Linked DNA regions of Mus musculus: region 1 is linked to region 2. The links are chromatin contacts, called in public Hi-C maps. All regions are on one chromosome and are shown on one strand. The core of a region is the stretch at or near the end of the contact, and the rest is flanking DNA. Distances in the headings are between cores, read along the strand shown. Region 1 has its middle 33 kb from the start of Mir101b. Region 2 holds the start of Jak2 (Janus kinase 2).

What was found. Hi-C and Micro-C count contacts between places; a contact is called where the count stands out from the background.
Region 1: a contact with region 2 is called in a Hi-C map of peritoneal macrophages, with 4 times the contacts expected there. A contact is called at or near these places in 8 of 39 promoter capture datasets (the 3T3-L1 cell line, the C10 cell line, embryonic stem cells and 4 more), 11 of 484 Hi-C or Micro-C datasets (the HPC-7 cell line, the N1E-115 cell line, Sertoli cells and 7 more), 14 of 130 datasets of targeted methods (the 230-238 cell line, CD8 T cells, the SCID.adh cell line and 9 more) and 4 of 9 other capture datasets (adipose tissue, liver, macrophages and 1 more).

Annotation. Positions count from the first base shown.
Region 1 is chr19:29,166,563-29,169,804 of GRCm38.p6, reverse strand. No RefSeq gene overlaps it. Among named protein-coding and RNA genes, the nearest start is that of Mir101b, 33 kb to the right of the region's middle.
Region 2 is chr19:29,249,852-29,253,262 of GRCm38.p6, reverse strand. Jak2 (Janus kinase 2) reads right to left here and starts at 1,460. Exons shown (of 25, transcript NM_008413.4): 1 at 1,145-1,460; 2 at 744-826.

The DNA of each region.
Region 1 (3,242 bases), core at 400-2,899, 84 kb after region 2:
TCTTCTAGAGAGGGAGGCTGGGAACACAGGGGATTTCTATACTCACCCGGTTGGCCAGGGCAGCTGAATACCAGTGCCTCTCTGAGTAGGCATGGGAATAACAGAATCTGCCGGCATGGGAGCAGCAGCACTTCTTAAGGAAGAGCAACATTACACATGCAAAAACGGCTAGTCTAAAAGTTCTTAACTGGTTCCTCTGGCCTCAGAGAAAAATTAAGAGTCAATGATTTGACTCACTGGAACAACTCAAGAGGCAGGGGGGTTAGGGGATAAGGGGTGGGGTTTGGGGAGGGGGAGTATTGATGCCTGCTCCTTTTAACATAACTGAGGCCATTTTGTATTCAGTCTCCATTTTGCTCCTAAGGTGAAATTAATTCGCAGCTATTACTCTAGCTGACACTAAAGAATGTTACTAAGAAGCCAACAAGTTATGGCTGAGTCACTTGTCCCCTGTATCTCCATGTTCTGAAGCTCCTCAGTTCGTCACCTGTCCACCACCCTCCTCGCCTCACTCAGAGCCAATCAGCTTAAAGGTTGGCTGGTGATACTTGGTCCAGTCAGCCTAAGATGATGTACCACTTCACTGCTTGCCTTCGAACTTTTGCACCTGGCTTTTCATCTAAGAAGCCTGCCCTGCGGACAGACTGGTGCCACAGTTAGGTTTTTCCTTCTTGTGGTCCTGGACGTCCAGTACTATGCTGTGTGTTCAATCAACTATTCTTGCTTAACTGCGATTGATGTCTATATGGTTTGTGTGGCGATTCTCAGACCCCAACAGTAAACTCAATTGAGCAAGAGACCATCCTTTCTCAATACATTTCTCTAGAAGACATCATGGCCTCGATTTGCCTAGAATAACCATCATCAACCGCCAGGAACAACAGTAACTCCCTTTAAATTTAAGAGTACTTCTCCCCAAAATTAATCTCACTGTGCCTGGAGAATGGTCCCCAGATTCCTGTAGGCACAGCTTGTATATACCCATTGCAGTTCTAAGAACCATATTCTTAGCTGCTGGCAAGTCTAATCCTCAGCTCCCAAAGGATTGCTGCTGAGAGAGATCAAAGACTGGGTTGTTTCCTAGGTAAGTCCCCTGAGATGCTGATGGGTCCCCAGGGAGGGTCTCTGTGGTTATTTCCCAATGCCATAGACAGAGAGGCAAGGAATTATCCTTTTCAAATTTGGATATACATGGATTATCCTAATGAGTCCCATTATGACACCTGGGACACATCCCTGGTGAAGGATATGTAGTAGCCTGCTGGGGAGTCATAGAGTCATCTCTATAGTCTCTGGCTTCCCATACTGAAAACAAACCGCCTTAGCTAGTCTAAATGCTTGCCATAAATAAATGCTACAGCAAAAACATTATTGTTATGTTTCTGCATTTCCACATTTTGGGCTACTCTGATGTAATCATTAATCGTGTTCTTTTGTTGCTTAGGAGTCAGAATTCCCTGTACATTAGCATTTTAAAAGCCAACCCTTTGATTGACGTATGCATTGCTTGAGAGCAGACACCCTGTCTTGTTACTACCTTTGTGAGGTGACCAAGAGAGTCATCAAAAGTTTCTGAAAGGCTCTGCACTGTCCTAATAAAACCCAGGCTCAGACAGACGTTGCCACACACACTAAACAGCAAGCGAAACTTGTTCATAAGTTTGTCCAAATTAGTGTTGTAACGGCAACAACTTACTTTCATTTTCTGTATTTTGTTTCAAAGGGTTGCTCCAACATACAGATTCTGAGGAGGAAATGGAGTCGTCCTAGGTACAGACATCTTGTACTCGAATTTATTCTCTTGCATCCTTGGAACCAGGACAGCCTGTGGTAAATGCTCCTGAAATGGTTCCAGGGTCCTTTTTACCAGTGCCCATACTGAAAAACTCATAAATAGAAATTTAAATACCTTGGCTCTGTTTCTTTCTAAAGTGCCTCACCCATCCAGTTCCCATGCTTTTGGGAGCCATGGGCATGGCATATGACCCATTGTAACAGTTCTTGATAAGTTCCAGGACTAACCACAGCCCTTGCTTGTTTAAGCAGACAGCACAAAGGAGCCAAATAATGCTGTGAAGATGACTCTATTCCATTGTCACCCAACCTTGAAAATCCCCAGCAAGCCACAACCTGAAGAACTGAGTTGTCTCTCTTTGGGCGCCACTTGCCAGAGATTGCAGAACTCAGTCAGTGTGAATTTTCAACAGGGCAAACTGGAACCCAAAGGGAGTGTGAGAAGCTCTAAGGACCCAACATGTCTCCAGTACTGAGTTTTTATCAGACGCAACTGCATGTAAAGATATTGCTATACTATATTTAAAAGATACAATGTTTTGTTTACTAAATCATCAGGGAGAACAAAGGCCAGGAGGTATGGATAGGCAAATACATGGGAATATAACAAGCTCACACGTCTTAAGAAATAATACATTCCTGTACCCTTGAGGTGCAAAAGTCTGTTGATCATGTCTTAGTGTGCCAAAGGTCAGAACACTCTCAAGGGTAGCATGTGTTTCTTTCTCAGACAAGGCTGCTGCTGCTGAAGTGTGTGGGGTCTGTGGGGAGGCCCTCAGGTAATAATAGAGAAACACAAACATGGAAAGGACCAGAAAGGATGCTGACAGCACACTGTCTACTTCCATGGCTCTTGCAGCTTAGCCATCTTCCTCTTATTCTTCCTCACTCATTAACCCCGTTTGCTGTTGGATGATCCCCAGGAGACTGAAACTGGGGCCAGGCTCTATTATGTGTGAACTTAATCTTCAGAGTTAGACCAACAAGTCAAAAACTGTCTACCATGCCAGGCGGTAGTAGCACACACCTTTAATCCCAGCACTTGGGAGGCAGAGCCAGGCAGATCTCAGTGAGTTCAAGGCCATCCTGGTCTACAAAATAAATTCCAGGATATCCAGGGCTATAAAGAAAAATCCTGTGTCAGGAAAAACAAACAAACAACAACAACAAAACTGTCTATCATTATGATGGCCAAAACCAGTACAAATCTCCAAAGACTTCCTTACACAAGAAGTTTGTAGCTATAACCTGCTCATGAGCTGGGAGTTCCCCCTCAATATGCAGTTGGCAAATATTTACTGAGTACCTACTAGGTGCCCAAGAACCATTTTAATCCTCACAAAGGGGATTTGAACTCACAGAGATCTGCCTGCCTAAGCTTCCAGAGTGCTGGGATTAAAGGCATGTGCCACCACATCTGGCTCATCCTCACAAAGTTTAAGGATTGT
Region 2 (3,411 bases), core at 211-2,710:
CAGACGTCCCACACTCAAGCCAGCTCACATACAACCAAATGATCTTAATAGCTGGAACCGTAAACAGTAAACAGGTAAAGGATATAGAGAAAGAGGACCAGAAATTGATGATTCATTTTCAAATCCGCTGGGAACTATATGAGAATATTTGCAGTAAGCCAACAACTCACTCATACAAACCTATTATGAAACCAAAAGCAACCTCCGGCTTCTTTATTCCCACTTCTGTTTCCCTTCTCCGCATTTCTCCTCCTCTCTGTGACACACTCAGCGGCTCGGTCCTTTCATTCAGGGAAAAGGAGTTTCCCCTGATAGACTAGTAACCACCGGAAAGCAATCAACCAACAAAGCAAGCAGGTGAATACAGGAAGCATTCAATGTGGCAGCAGAAACCCAGCAAAAACAACCAATTTGTTCCCTCAACAGGTTATTTCAATTCCTTGAAAATTAAGACTGGGGAGAAAGGGGGAGAAAGAGACGACTTATTGTTTTCCTCTGCAAGACCACACTGTAAAACCAACAAAGACCGCTTCTTTAAGGATCCAAGAGACACAATAAATACCACCCAATTACTCTCCCACAGCAACAGGAAAAGTTCAACACTGCCATTTTCGCAGTAAGCAACAATTAGTCCTGCCGTTGTACACAAGCATCCAGCCTTCTTAGCAGGCACTGGCTCGCAGATCTCAGACACCCTTGTCTTTAACTGCAGCACCCAGGCAGCCCCGAGCGCTAACACCCACCTTCGCGGGAGGGAAAAAAAGGGCCTCTTCTTCTGGGGAGGGAAAACAGTTCACATCTTGTTCCCGTCGCCTGCTTCAGGAACCTAAAAACAGAAGCAGCAAGTCACTAACTCAAAAACCCAGGGCCAATAGATGCTCTCTTTTTTTTTTTCTGCGCTGTTTAGATGACTAGAAAAATGTACAGAAGAATAAGAAAGAGGGGGGGTCGGGTTCTAAGGCACAAGGGGATGCATGCATTTATCAACAGCTAGCCACTCCTTCCTAGGCTGTCGGAAACCCGCAGGTTTTCTAGCTTTGAAGTTCCCTGCCAGTAGCAGGGGGCTAAGGGGAAAGCAGGAGGCGGGATCGCAGGGAGAACCGCTGCCCCCCGCCCCCATCCAGCAGCCAGGGACTGCACCCACCGGCGACACGGGTCGGGCCACACAGGAGCGCCCCGAGGCGCGCAGGATCCGCTCCTCCGAGACGCGTCGGGCGGGCCGAGGTCTAGGGAGCCCCCGGGCCGGGCGCAGGGTCGAGCGGCCGCCAGGCTGGGCCCTCGGGGGCCCTCCCGCGCGGGCTTGGCCCGCACTCACATCCCGCAGCGGCGGACCCGGCAGCCGCCTGCAGCCCTCGCCGGGACGGACGGGCGCCTCCGGAGCCGGGGCCGCGGCCGAGGCGCCGACGCCGCGCGAGCTCGCCCAGAGCGGGGGCCCGCCCAGCCTGTCAGCGCGGCGGGAGGCCGGCGGTGGCCGCTGCTGCCCCCTTTCTGCTCTGCCTCAGCTTCCTGCAGCCCACGCCACGCCCACCGCGCGCCGAGCCCGTCTCCGCCCTCCAGGGGCCGCACGCCGCCTCCGCTCGGCCCCGCGACGCCGGCTCAGCTGCCCTGCTCGGCGGGCTCCGGCGCGGTGCAGCTTCGGGAAAGCGGCCCCGAGCGGCGGAGCGGGGCGTGGGCAAGCCGGCGGGGGTTGGCGGGGGGGCGGAGGCCGGCACGCCCCACTGCGCCTGCGCCGCCCGCGGGGCCGCTCTGCGGGGCTGGGCCGGGACGGGGGAGGCGGCCGCGGGCTCCGGGGAAGCGGAGGCGCGCGTGGAGATTCCCGGGGCAGCCCCCGGGCGAGAGCGCGCGAGGAGGAGGAGGAGCGGGGCGGGTGCGGGTTGGCGCAGCGTGCTTGCGGCCTCGGCTCGCGGAGGAGACGGCTGGGAATGAGTCAGCCCGGCCGGGAAGGCCCCGCTGCGTCCGAGCTGATAGGATTGGCGGCCGCTGCCTCCGCGGAGACTTTCCCCTTCCTGCTTTCGTTTCCACAGGCGGCTCCCTGCCCTAAGCGCTCGGCCCAGGGGACGTGGCACCGTGGACCGGGCGCTGAGACCCAAGTACCTGACTTCAGTTAACCACCACTTCTGCGAAGGGACCGCTTGGAAGAAGAAACGACGTATAGGGTCCCAAAGAGCCACGTTCATTCATTCAAGAATTTGTTCCCTGCTAGGCAAGGGCTCCCAGGAGAGGAGACGAAGGCAGCACCCATTCTGCATGTGCTATTCTCATAGAAGCCAGAAAAGAGGCTTTAAATCTGCACTGCTCTTTGTGTGTGATTGCCAGTAACGGGTACACACACACACACAAAGGTGAGTGGAGATGTTATTTTGAGATGACCAGAAAAGACCTCTTAGAGTGGCATTTGAGCAGAAATGTGAAGGATGAGAACGATCCAGTCCTGGAACTATCTGGTTTCAAGAAAGAAGCTAACAATGAAAAGGATTCTGAAAAGGGAATGTGTTTTAAGGACCAAGAAAGAACCCTCAATGGAAGACAGTAAAAGGAAAGGGGCTAAATAAGAAGACAAAGAAATAACTGGGGTCATTCTGTATAGGGCTTCTTATTTTTTCTCTTAGCCCCAGGTTTGTCAACCGAAATGAAGCATTCACAACACCCACGTCCCCTTATATACGTGACGGATGCTGTTATTCAGATCTTACATCTATTGTTTTTTTTGTTTTTTCCTTTATTTTTGAGTCTGTGAGCCTGGAACTCACAGAAATCCTCCTACCTGCCTGGGGAATGCCGAGATCAAAGGTGTGGGCCACTACACAATGCATGGTTTCTTTTAAGTAAATGTCACCAAAGCTAAAGATAAGGTGGGCAAGAAAAAAATAGATGATTAACAGTAAGCTTATAGGATTTAAGTCCTTTGTCAACCCACACAGGAAAACTGAGTAACTTGTTCATTCTCATTTACAGTGAAAATCATTCTCGGTGAGGTAAGAGTGAGCCAATGATAGTCTTGAATGTTGATCTCTCTTCACTCTGTAGTAGAATGCTTTCCAGCACTAGATGCGATTCCTAGTAGAGGCATAAGCTAGAGATTTGTTCCACCTGTTAATCTTTTCACAGAGTTCCTGCATTCTCTAATAAAGATAAGGGAGAGTTCTGAGGAATCGGACAAAATCTTTTATGACCTTCAGAAACTCTGCACAAACAAGTATGGGGTGGAAGATAAGACATTTAGATTTAGGACGTTTAGCATGGCCAGACTGGAAAAATAAAAGTCAATAGCTAGTTGTCTGCTGTGGCACTGGGTGTAGAGACAGGAGGCAAGATTCTGTCCTTTCTCTGTGGTAGCAGAGCTGCCTTCCATAGGCAAACAGTAACAAGACTGTATCGCTGTGTGAGATCAGCCCTTGTGTTCTATATCTT